Regions from separate parts of the Rattus norvegicus genome. Here region 1 is linked to region 2. The links are chromatin contacts, called in public Hi-C maps. All regions are on one chromosome and are shown on one strand. Each heading gives the region's core, a stretch centred on a gene start, on an enhancer-like site or on the middle of the called end of the contact. The rest is flanking DNA. Distances are from core to core; before and after follow the strand shown.

Evidence for each region. Hi-C and Micro-C count contacts between places; a contact is called where the count stands out from the background.
Region 1: a contact with region 2 is called in a Hi-C map of Schwann cells, with 3 times the contacts expected there. The contact joins two enhancer-like sites. A contact is called at or near these places in 5 of 12 Hi-C or Micro-C datasets (the Rat2 cell line, Schwann cells, kidney and 2 more).

The regions. Positions count from the first base shown.
Region 1 is chr19:71,723,840-71,729,651 of GRCr8, reverse strand. LOC102547807 (a long non-coding RNA gene) reads right to left here. Exons shown (of 6, transcript XR_010060536.1): 4 at 1,850-4,948; 5 at 1,314-1,522; 6 at 1-683. Among named protein-coding and RNA genes, the nearest start is that of Tomm20, 110 kb to the left of the region's middle. Within about 2 kb of position 1,316, at least 82 of the 93 cell types and tissues checked have an H3K27ac peak or open chromatin away from gene starts, as enhancers often do. A contact at or near this core is called in Schwann cells and prefrontal cortex, where this site is marked.
Region 2 is chr19:71,382,347-71,388,161 of GRCr8, reverse strand. No RefSeq gene overlaps it. Among named protein-coding and RNA genes, the nearest start is that of Tarbp1, 39 kb to the right of the region's middle. Within about 2 kb of position 3,276, at least 64 of the 93 cell types and tissues checked have an H3K27ac peak or open chromatin away from gene starts, as enhancers often do. A contact at or near this core is called in Schwann cells and prefrontal cortex, where this site is marked.

The DNA of each region.
Region 1 (5,812 bases), core at 67-2,566, 340 kb before region 2:
GTGTCTGTGTTTTCCCCATGATCTCATGCTGTTTGGGGCTTACGAAATGCTCCCTGTTCTGAGACCTCCTGATACCCTTGCTCTCCAGAACAGAGGATGGAGGGGCCAGCAGGATATCCAGGTTTGTCCTTTGCTTGTCCCCGCCCCCACCTGGAACCTCATCTGGGCCTGATAGGACAAACCCTTGTGGTCAAGGCCTTATCCCATACACCTGTCCCTTTAAAACCTACTTATTTTTAAAAGAAACATTGAAGCATTTTTTTTTAGTATATAAAATAATGGATTTCATGGTGACATTTTCATACATACATTTTATATTTGTTCCCTATTGCCCTCCCCTGTCCTTCCCCTGCCCCTCAGTCATTGTCCCTCTCCCTCCCTCCCTCTAAATAAGGCCTCCTGCTTTCCTGCCATTTATATATGGGAATATAGCTAAATCTAGTTCCATATATGAGAGAAGACATGACACTTTATCTTTCTCCCTTCGCTCCCCTCCCCCACCCCTCTCCCCCACATCCCCTTCCCCACCCCATTTCTCCCTCCTCTTCCCAACTTCTCTCCCCCAGCTCCTTTAAGTTCTCCTTTCCCATACCAACCCACTTCATATTATATATGTATTCTGTCTTCCAAGAGTCACGTCATATTCACGTACATAATGCATATGTAATCCAACTGTAAAAAAGCTGCATGCAAGGAAAAAAAAAAAAGAGTCCTTTTACTCCAGAGACAAGTGGCCTTGCTGAGATTAGCCACCCAGGAAGTGACTCCCTCTAATACCTACAGCATGCTCTGTGGAAGCAATCAGGCACCATGCACATGTGTACATGCATGTGTGTGTGTGTAAACTTTCATATATACATATATGTGTGTGCATGTGCACATGCACCTGTGTGTGTACACATGCATTATGTGTGTGCATGTGCATATGTACATGCACCTGTGTGTGCACACATGTATTATATATGTGCATGGGTATATGTACATGAACCTGTGCGTGCACACATGCATTATATGTGTGCATGGGTACATGCAAGTGCAATTTAAGTGGAAACAGCAGCACTTCTGGTCTGGCTCTAAAGTGCTTGGCTAGCCTTGCAATCCTCTTTTCACCAGCTCTGTTCTGACAGGAGGGCAGCTGTTACTGTTCGATGTGTGGAGAATACATCTCCGTGGAAGAGACAGGGGGAGCCAGGACACCAGGCTGAGTGGCCTCAGAGCAGGACGCATGCTCTCCAAGATTCTATTTCAGGATTGTCTGAGACCAGTGAGTGTTCTTGCCACAGAGGAATGCTCCCTTGGAGGCGATGGCTAACCTGGCCAGGCAGGGCAGGAATGTACGGCCTGTGGTGGTGACGCCTCCTCCCAGCAATGTGTCCTGCTTCCTGCTTTGAGTCACATGAGCTTTTTTTTTTGTCTGCCTCCCACTACAGCCTGCATTTTGCCCTTCCGTGTTGTCAGTGTGGGGGAATCTTCTGAGTCTGGAAGCCGTGTTGTAAAACTCAGAGCTGTTTTCAGCGTGCCTCTGTGACGTAAAGATGTTGGGAGGAGGGAAGGGACACAGGAAGGGAAAGGAGAGAGGAAGGAGGGCAAAAGGACAAAGGGAGAGAAACATCTTGCTGACGTTAAAGAAGACCGCATTTTACAGGGTAACATTACTGATTCCTCCACCATCCACCCCTTCTAATTTACTAGAAACCGAGCAGCCTGTTTGGAAACCCATAGCTTGCTGCCCCACCCCACCCCCTGCCAGCCCCCGTCCCCGCCCCCGCCCCCACCCCACCAACTCCTCCCTCCCTCACATTCTCCTTTGACCAAAGGAGCCGTTAATTGTTGAGAGTTTGAAAGCTACCTGATTCCTTGATACAGAGGGGGATTTCCATGAGTCATAATTCAGTCCCTGCTTGTGAGGGCACTGTAGCTAAAGTAAATCGATCCAGCTGATGAAAAAGGGCCCCTGGGGACAGAGAGGTCAGCTCTGCAGCTGGGGCAGCTGCTGGGGTTGTCACATGACTGGCTGTGCTTGCTCAGGCTTGCCCCCCACCCTCACCCCGTGCCCTCATGATCTCCCTGCACCCTTGCGATCTCTTCTTTGCCTCTAGAAGGCCCAGTTTGCAGCCTGGCTGGCTTCTGTGAGGGGAAGGTGATTTTCCAGGAGGTTGCCAGCCTCCTCCACTTGAAATGAGGGATTAGTACTGGTGAGATGGCTCAGCTGGTAACACGGTGGCCACACAAGCACGAAGACCCCAGAACCCACATAAAAAACTGTGTGTGGGACTTGCAATCCTAGTGTTGGGGAAATAGAAACAGGCTGCTCTCCGGGTTGGGCTGGCTGGTCAGCCTGGCTTAATTGGTGAGTCAGAGCCAGTGAGAGACCCTGTCTCAAAATCCAGGATGAATAGCTCTGGAAGAATGATAGCCAGGGTTGACCTTTGACCTCCCCAGGCCCGGACACACATATGTCAGTCTGACACACACACATACATGTACAGATCTAAAACAGCATACTGAAAATGGCTCCCTCCTGGAAGTCCTCTTTGCTGCCCCGGCAGGTTCTATGGTGTTTTGTTGAAGCCTCTCTCCCTGAGAGGTTCTGCTATCTGGACATACAGTTCCTGTTCACCAATACGATCTGGCAATAGTAACTTGCAACCTGAAGTTCCAGAAACAGCCGGTTCCATCACCGAGATGGTAGAGTTCAAGCTGCCGGCTGGCCAAGGCCGCAAGAGTTAATTTTTATCCCAGTGGAAAAAAAAATAATAAACATGGCATTAGCAACTACATGTTTATCAATTTGCAGTTCATTTCCAGCCAGGCCATCTCCCTCCTGTGTGTTTTTACTGCTGGCTGATGATCCGGAGTACGCTTTGCGAAACCGTATGCGGCTGTTAAAGCTCTGGCCTCCGTTGCACTTATGCAGTGTTTTCCAACTTAATTGCATAGTGCCATTTGGCTCCTCATGCTGCGGCCTTCCAACTGGCAGGTCCGAATGATAAAGAAGCTGCAGTAAAGCCAAAGGGCCTGCTAGGGGGTCACCTGGCAGCCGGGAGACCCATGCGAGGATTTTATTTTTCTGCTTTTGTAAGAAGCCCCCCAGTGAGCATGAGCTCATATTGGACCACCTTCTCTGGGTAGGAATGGATCTGTTGTGTTTCTTCACCTTGTTTTACGGGAGGCTGATGTCAGAGGAGGTGCTGAGAACAGCTGTCAGGTGCAGTTAGGGATTCTGACCAGGAGGACGCTGTCGGACAGCACCAGTGTGTGGTTGGCTCAAGGGCGATCGCTGGTCCCACAGCTCAGCCTGCATTTTCCTTTCAAGTGCTTTGTCCTTGGCAGGACGACAGCTCTCACCCATAGTGTCACCTGCCCTTTATCATTGGACTATTGTAGCCAGGGACACCATTTGGCTAGATGAAATGGAACAACGTCTGTGTACAACCATGAAGATACGAAACCCCTCCCCAGCCTCTCAGGGATCATGAATCGAAGTACACATAACAGAAACTGATGTTGCCGCAGAAACACTAGGGGAAAGGTGTGTCCTTCCTATGACTCTCAGGGGACCTCCCCAGGTCTAGTGGACCCTCACAGGACTCTCTCGATACGTAGGAAGGAAGAGCAGCCCTGGCTGCGCCCAGTAGGCAGTGGTGGAAGGTGCTTCAAGAAACCCCAAGGATGAGGCAATGTCCCATTTCCCAATGAGTAATTATGAAAGCACTGTCCTTTGTTGGGGTAGCATGAATATATAAACTTTAAAAAGTTTTGTGTGTGTGTGTGTGTGTGTGTGTGTGTGTGTGGGTGTGGGTGTGTGGTGTTGGGACCAAATGCAGGGTCTCCATGTGCCAGGCAAATCCTCTGTCACTGAGTGAATCCCCAACTGTCTTAGTCAAGTTTTCCATTGCTGCAAATAAAACACCATGACCAAAAAAAAAAAAAAAAAAAAAAAGCAAGTTGGGGAGGAAAAGGTTTAGTTAGCTTACACTTCCACATCATAGTCTATCACTGAAGGAAGTCAGGACAGGAACTCAAGCAGGGCTGGATCCTGGAGTCAAGAGCTGATGCAGAGGCTATGGAGGGTGCTACTTACTGACTCGCTCCTCATGGCTTTCTTTTAGAACCCAGGACCACCAGTCCAGGCATAGCGCCACTCACAGTTGGCTGGGCCCTCCCTCACCGATCACTAATTGAGAAAATGCCTTACAGCTGGATCACATGGAGGCATTTCCTCAACGGAGGCTCCTTGCTCTGATGACTCTAGCTTGCGTCAGGTTGAAACACAAAACCAGCCAGTACACCCTTTCCAGCTTCTTTTTAAATGACTGAACAGACTTCCTTACCACATCTTCTTACTTCTGCCCAGTGTCTTTGAGATCTAGGACTTTTTGAGTCTGAGCACCGTGGCCTCTGAAAAGGCTGTCTTGGGCCCCGCCGGCCATGCTGTATTTGGGATTTCCACAGTGGGTGTCTTCTTGCTTTTGCTTTTTGAAAGGGACCTTTGTGGGGTGTGGCTGCACCAGGAGATGCTCACGAGTGTTAAAGTTAAAGGGGACGCGCGCTTGCAAGGGATTAAAATGGCATGGGGCTTGGTGTGTTAGCCTTCTTGTTGCTGCAGAAGCAGCTTCTGGTAAATGAAACTTAAAGAGGGTAGGATTTGTTTTGGTTCATGGTGTGAGGGGCACAGACCATCAAGGTGGGCGAGGAGGGGCTGGGCGTGGCTACAGCTTCCTCACCAGAAGCAGGAGGCAGACGCTGGCACCGAGTCTGCAGCCGGGAGGCGTCTGGAGATGAACGATGGACTGGGCTTGACTTTATTTTTCTTATTTATTCCGAGGACTCCTACCATGGGGTGGTGCCACATGGCCGCATTCAGGGTGGGTTCCCTTTTCATTGGACATCTTTGGAAACATCCCTCGGATACAGGAAGGAGAGTGTCTCCTAGGGGATTCCAAACCTGGTCGAGATGACAACAAAAAATTAACCATAACATCTGAGTTTCTTTCAAAAAAAATTTTTTTTCCTATTGAGTATGGAGAAATGGCTAAGCAGTTGGGAGCACACAGTGATTTTTTTTTCAGACACCCTAAGTTCGATTGCTAGCACCCACATGGTGGCTCACAGCTCTCTACAGGGAGCCCCAGTGCTAGGAGATCTAATGCCCTTTTCTGATTTCCCCAGGCACTAGGCACGCGCACGGTACACGTACAGACAGACAGGCAGACAGACAGATGAAACAGTTATACACATAAAAATAAATAAAAAGCTTAAATCACACTGATTTGTGTGGGTGCATGGGTGTGTTTGGGGAGTCAGTTTAATCCTTTCATGGTGTGGTGATTGCAGATCAGATTGGGGCCCCTGGTTCTGGTGGGCAAGTGCCTTCGCCCACTCAGTTATCTTCTTGTCTCCTGAAAACTTTCTTTTTCCATGTGAGGTTTTCTTAAAGACAATTTCAGAACTGCGGGAAAATGGGAGAAGCAAAACAGAAAGCACGTTGGGAGATGCTCTGGTATCATTCCTGGGAGCCATGGAGAGAAGTTAGCGGTGCTGGCTTTCTTTCTTCTGACATACTTGAAATTTTCTATAATGAGAACTTGAAATTAGTTTGCAAAGAATTAGAGGCCATGCCTTTAGGAATATCTCCAAACACTGTGAGTCAACAGGGCTGGGAGCGAACCTCAGTGAACCCCCAGAAGTGACAGGGGAGAACCACTACATGCACTATTCTTCAACAGAAGCACCCATTTCTTATCGTCCTCATTGTCAGGCAGCTGCTCAGCCTCGGAGGGCGGAGGAGGGCCTGTAGCTGCACAGTCCT
Region 2 (5,815 bases), core at 2,027-4,526:
TGGTTAGAAGCTTGTCAAGGCAAGGTTTATTTCTGAAAATACGAGGTCCATGGGGCAGATTGCTTAGGATAATTTTGCCCTTAAAAGAACCTGACAGATGTGCTCTATAAAAATGAAGCTACTTGAAAGTCGGAGGAACTAAAGAGCACTGGCTGGCTTCTTTATTCGGTCTTTCCCTTATTTGACTTAGAAAGAGCAAACAAAACAAAACAAACCCCAGATATTTAGATTCTCCTGCCCGAGTCTCTCTGCCACCATGCCATCCCCAGTCTTCCCACCCTCGACCCCAGTGCCTATACAGGAACTGGTGCTGTGTCACTCTAGGGCTGTGTTGTTTCCAAGAAAAGCAAGCTGAGTCTTTTGAACAAGGGAGCCAGCTTGTCTCTCAAACTGATGCCTTAAAGCCTTCGGCCCCCTACGGCACTATGTCGTTGAGATGTTGTTGGGGGACAGAAACAACCCAGACTTTCGAGACAGCCTTGATTCTTCCTCTCCTCTTCCTGAATCAAGATAAATGTTACCATTTGAATGTGCAGGTCCCCTCCACCACCATCCAACCATCCAGGCTCATGTGTCTGAACACTTGTTCCCCAGCTGAAGGCACTGTCTAGGAAGTTGTAGAAGCATCTGGACATGGGGCCTGGTAAGACCACAGGAGAGGGATTTCCAAGGATTACGGGTGACCTGTAGAGCATATGAGACCCCAGAAAGCACAGTGTTCCCTTACATTGTCCTAGATCTAGAATACATGTTTGTTTTAATTTTTTTTTTTTGGTTCTTTTTTTCGGAGCTGGGGACCGAACCCAGGGCCTTGTGCTTCCTAGGTAAGCGCTCTACCACTGAGCTAAATCCCCAGCCCCTGTTTTAATTTTTTTAATATACTTTTTTATTTATGTGTACATGTGTTTCTATGCATGTGAGTGCAGGGTCCCTGGAGGCCACAAGAGGGCGCCAGATCCCCTGGAGCTGGAGTTCCAGTGGTTTTGAGTTACCTAACGTAGGTGCTGGGAACTGAACTCTGGTCCTCCCACTTCCAGATTCTCGCCTTGATTTTTGTGTTTTGATGTTTGATTTTGTTTTCACAGAAGCACACCACCCTTGAATTTTTGATTCTGACTTATTTCTTTTAATACGGCGATTGTCGGTTCCAGCCATCTTCCTTGAGGCAGAGCCTCTTGGATCTCGTGAGAGAAGCGAATCAAATCTAGGAATCCTCACAGAACAAATGTCAACTTTTCAAGTGAATTCAGAGGTTTATCCTTAAATGTCTCCTAGGCTGAAAAACAATACAGCTTCAAAACTTACCTGAAAGAAATTCGGTGAGGGCTGGGGAGACAGCTTAGTTGTGAGTAGAGGGGCCTGAGTCAGACTGCAGAAACAATGCAAAAAAAATCAAAACAAACAAACAAACAAACAAACAAAAAACCCTAGACCCAGGCCAGGGAGAGATCTTGCCTCAAAAACAAGGTAATGATAACGTTTGAGGAATGATACCTGGGGTTGACTCCCAACTCCATGTGTCTTCACACATACATCAACACACACGCACGCATGCACACACTCACACATGCATACACACAGAGAACAAAGAAATGGGCTAACCTACACCTGTAATCTAAAACTTGGGAGGTTGAGATAGAAAGATTGGTGTGAGTTTAAGGCCTGAACTACACAGAAAGACCCTGTCTCGAAAAATAAACAAAGAAAGGAAGAAAGGAAGAAAAGAAAGGGGGTAGGGGAGAGGGAGGGAGAAGGGAGGAAAAACAGAGCAGAGAGGGAGGGGTGTGCTGTAAACTATGATCAAGACTGTGCCTTCAAGGACTGGTATCCGGTCATCTCTAGTCCTTCCCTTGTATTTTCAGCCTGGCTCTTCTGTCTCCGTTACTGTTCACCTCCCTCCCTCTCTGGACGATTTAATTATCCGTGTCTAAAGGCCAGGGAAGCAATTACGTTTCGGCTACTGGCCTGGAAAGGCAACCCAGGTTCCTCCATCCTGGGATAACCTAATAAGTTTTAAAAGCTAGTCTTCCTCTTCACTTTGGAAAAGCTAAAACTGCCAGGCCTGGGGAAAGTGGAGTGTGGAGTGTCCCCTCACACCCGGCACAGGGCAACCATCAGCATCTGAGCCGAGTCTGGTGAAAACGTGTTCTCGTTATTGACTGTCAAACGGCTGGAAATCGGCAGTCTCTAAGAGGAACGTTTCGAAACAGCGATCTGTTATAAGGGTCGTTATTTCTGCATCCCCAACTAATGTGTCCTGCTTTCTCTCCTGCCATGGTCTGGCTCAGCTGGGGACAATCTTGTTCCCTAGGTGGGTCAAACAATGTTAAGAGCTGGTATCTGTGAAGTAGTGATGGCATTTGTGTGTGACGGGCTTGCCTCTGCTGGGCACACCTGGGTGTGCTAAGGTGGGATTTAGGCTGACCTGAGATTTCTTTCTTATCCTTTGTAAACGTTTTCTTTTTTTTTTTTTTTTTTTTTTTCGGAGCTGGGGACTGAACCCAGGGCCTTGCGCTTGCTAGGCAAGCGCTCTACCGCTGAGCTAAATCCCCAACCCAAACGTTTTCTTTTTAAAAATAATTTTTAAAAAAAAAAATAGGGGCTGGAGAGATGGCTCAGTGGTTAAGAGCACTGGCTGCTCTTCCGGAGGTCCTGAGTTCAATTCCCAGCAACCACATGGTGGCTCACAACCATCTGTAATGGGATCAGATGCCCTCTTCTGGTGTGTTTGAAGACAGTGACAGTGAACTCGCATACATAAAATAAATAAAACAAATATTTTTTGAAAACGTAGATGTGTCTAGGAGTTTTGTTTGCCTGTATGTCTGTGTACCGCATTCATGCCCAGTGCCCACAGAGGTCAGAAGAGGGGATCAGCACTCTGAAACTGGAGTTTGGATGATTGTGAGCTACTGTGTGGGTGCTGGGAATCGAACCCTGATCTTCCAGAAGGGCAGCCAGTACTTGTCACCGCTGACCCATCTCTCCCCATTTAAAATGCGACACTCATCAAGATCTAAAGAAGATATATATCTTTATCCTTTCACTCTGGTCTACAAAAGAAGCTTGCTGCTGACTGGGGCTGTGTGTTCTGCCGGCACTATCGAAGCAAGCTAACCTAGATAGGAACTGGAGTTACATCAGCTGTCAGGCAGGGAGTCTGGCCCCGCGCCAGCCTGTGAAAACCAAACGAATTTGCGTCACCGTTCCCTTGGTGATGTTTCTGGGAGCCTTGTCAGCTCTCCCATGAGGCTGCTCCCTTAATATGTCAACAGACGTCCCTAAATCTTTAGTGCTGAATAGCTCTTTCCCGTCTCTAGAAGCACGTTGGTGACCAAACAGCTAACGGATGGCGTGGCTGCCATCTTTAGAGCCCATTTCTTTCATGGATCAGGAGTTTGTACGGGGGGTGGGGAGGCTCTGAGAAGATTTTTGCTGCCCTGTGATGCAGTATCTACATTTGAGGGATTCGGTCAGCAGCTTCAACCCAGAGCTGCCTTTCTGCTGCCTTCCTTAGGAAAAGCCCTCATTCCCCCTCCCAGCTCTCCCAAACCTTCCCATTACCGGGTCACAGTGCCGAGTATGGAAGAAGCGGTCACTCTGAAGACCCCCAGAACGGGCCCCGATTAAGAGCGGCTTTCTGACCACCCTCGCCGAGTGTGGGAGAAGCGGTCGCTCTGAAGACCCCCAGAACAGGCCCCGATTAAGAGCGACTTTCCGACCACCCTCCACACGTCTATCCCCTGCTCATTGTGAGCCATAAATAAAAAAGCACGTCTGCCTCCGCCCCTGTGAAATCTCTTGTTTTCTGCGGGATGTCTTTTTATTGATCTCTGCTGCTGGTCAGGCATGTTTTCCTTGGAGAAGCAGTAGAGGGAACCATGCCCCATAATCCCTACCACGTGGGGCACTAAAAAAGCCCTGTAGACAGCCTAGCTGAGTCCTTTGCCCTACATGGACCTCCAGGTCATTAGACAGTTGCTGCCCAATTAATCACAGTCTTTAGATGTCTTAATGTGGAGAACGGGTCTTTCCTCTGTGGTGATTAGGGAAAGGTGTGCTTTGAAAGTTTATTATTATTATTATTATTATTATTATTATTAAAATTTTTATGTGTGGGGGCGTATTTTGCCTGCGTGCATGTCTGTACTCAATGTTCATGTCCAGTGCCCTCACGAGTCAGAAGAGAGTGACTGGGGGTGGAGTTACAGATGTCAGTGAGCCACCATGTGGGTGCTGGGAACTAAACCTGATCCTATGCAAGAGCTCTTAATGTCTCCTGGCTCTCTGCCTTTCTTTCTTTGTTTCTTTTTGACCCAAGGTCTTATGTATCCTGGGCTGACCTCAAATTCACCACCTAAGGCAAAAAACAGCCTCAAGCTCCCAATCCTCTGGCGTCCATCTCCCAGATGCTCAGATGATGACGCTGTGCCACCCGCCATCCTGAGAATTGAACCCAGAGCTTTGCGAGTGCTTGGCCAGCACTCTCCCAACAGAGCTATCTCCCTGGTGCCCTGAGGTTCTTTGAAACATCACGAGTTCCACCAGTGACCATGACAAGGGATTGCAGAAGGAGCCGCTGTCCCTTCAGTGAGCCTAGAAGTGAAGGCGGGCTGAGAGTCCTCTGTCTCTGGGGGGTTTGCGGCTGTGAACCTACCTCTGGGTAAGGGCACCTGAAAGTGCTTCTTCCTCTCCCTTTCAACCACAGAAGTAATCTTAGCTTCAGTTCACTCTGTCTCCTATGATGCGTGTGGTGCCATCTCTCCAGCCTGGCTATATAACTCTTATATATAAAACCAAATGTGTTTATGTATACACATACACATGAGGCACACTCTAAAAAAGAATACTGTTACATACAAGTGTACACATGAAAACCCATATGAGGTTCACACCTGCGCACATACATGTCACATGCAGGGGAAATAGCAGGTAGGCATGAGGCATGTGTGATAGCAGGTGCAGGATTTGTCCCTCATGCTCTTTCTCTGTGGCCTTTGGTATGTCAAAATGGCTGATGAGCACAGGTCTGGTTTGCCAGGCATGGTACTGAGGGTCTGGTGACCAAGAGTGCCCAGAGCTCTTATTTCTACAGAGAGACTAGGGAAGGGTATGGGGCACAGGGAAAACTGGAGTGTGTATCCCTTGAGCTTCCCACTGTCTCCTTTGCCACCACAACCAATGGCTGTGGGGTGACTGGAGGGACCTGTCAGTTGGCCAAGAGCTTCTTGTGAAAATGACAAACTCTTTGTGGGAACCTCATTGTTTAGGAACCATGTGTAGTGCCTATGTGCTGCCACTCAGTTCCTTCCAGGCATGGAAATCATAACACACATGTAGACATACATACATACATACATACATACATACATACACGCAAACATACCTACATACATACACATACACACATACATATACACATGCACACACAGAGACATACAAACACACATGTAAACACATGCACATACACATATACACATATACACTGACACACAGACACACATATATAAACACATGCACACACATATATACATACACACAAACACACAGATACACACATAAACACATGCACACACATACACATATACACACATACATACATACACACAAACATACATATACACATGCATACACAGACACACACATAAACACATGCACACACATATACACATATATACAGACAGACACACATACATATACACATGCACACACATACACACACATATGCATATATACATACACACAGACACACACATAAACACACATATACACATACAGACACACATGCGCGCACAGACATATACACATATATGCA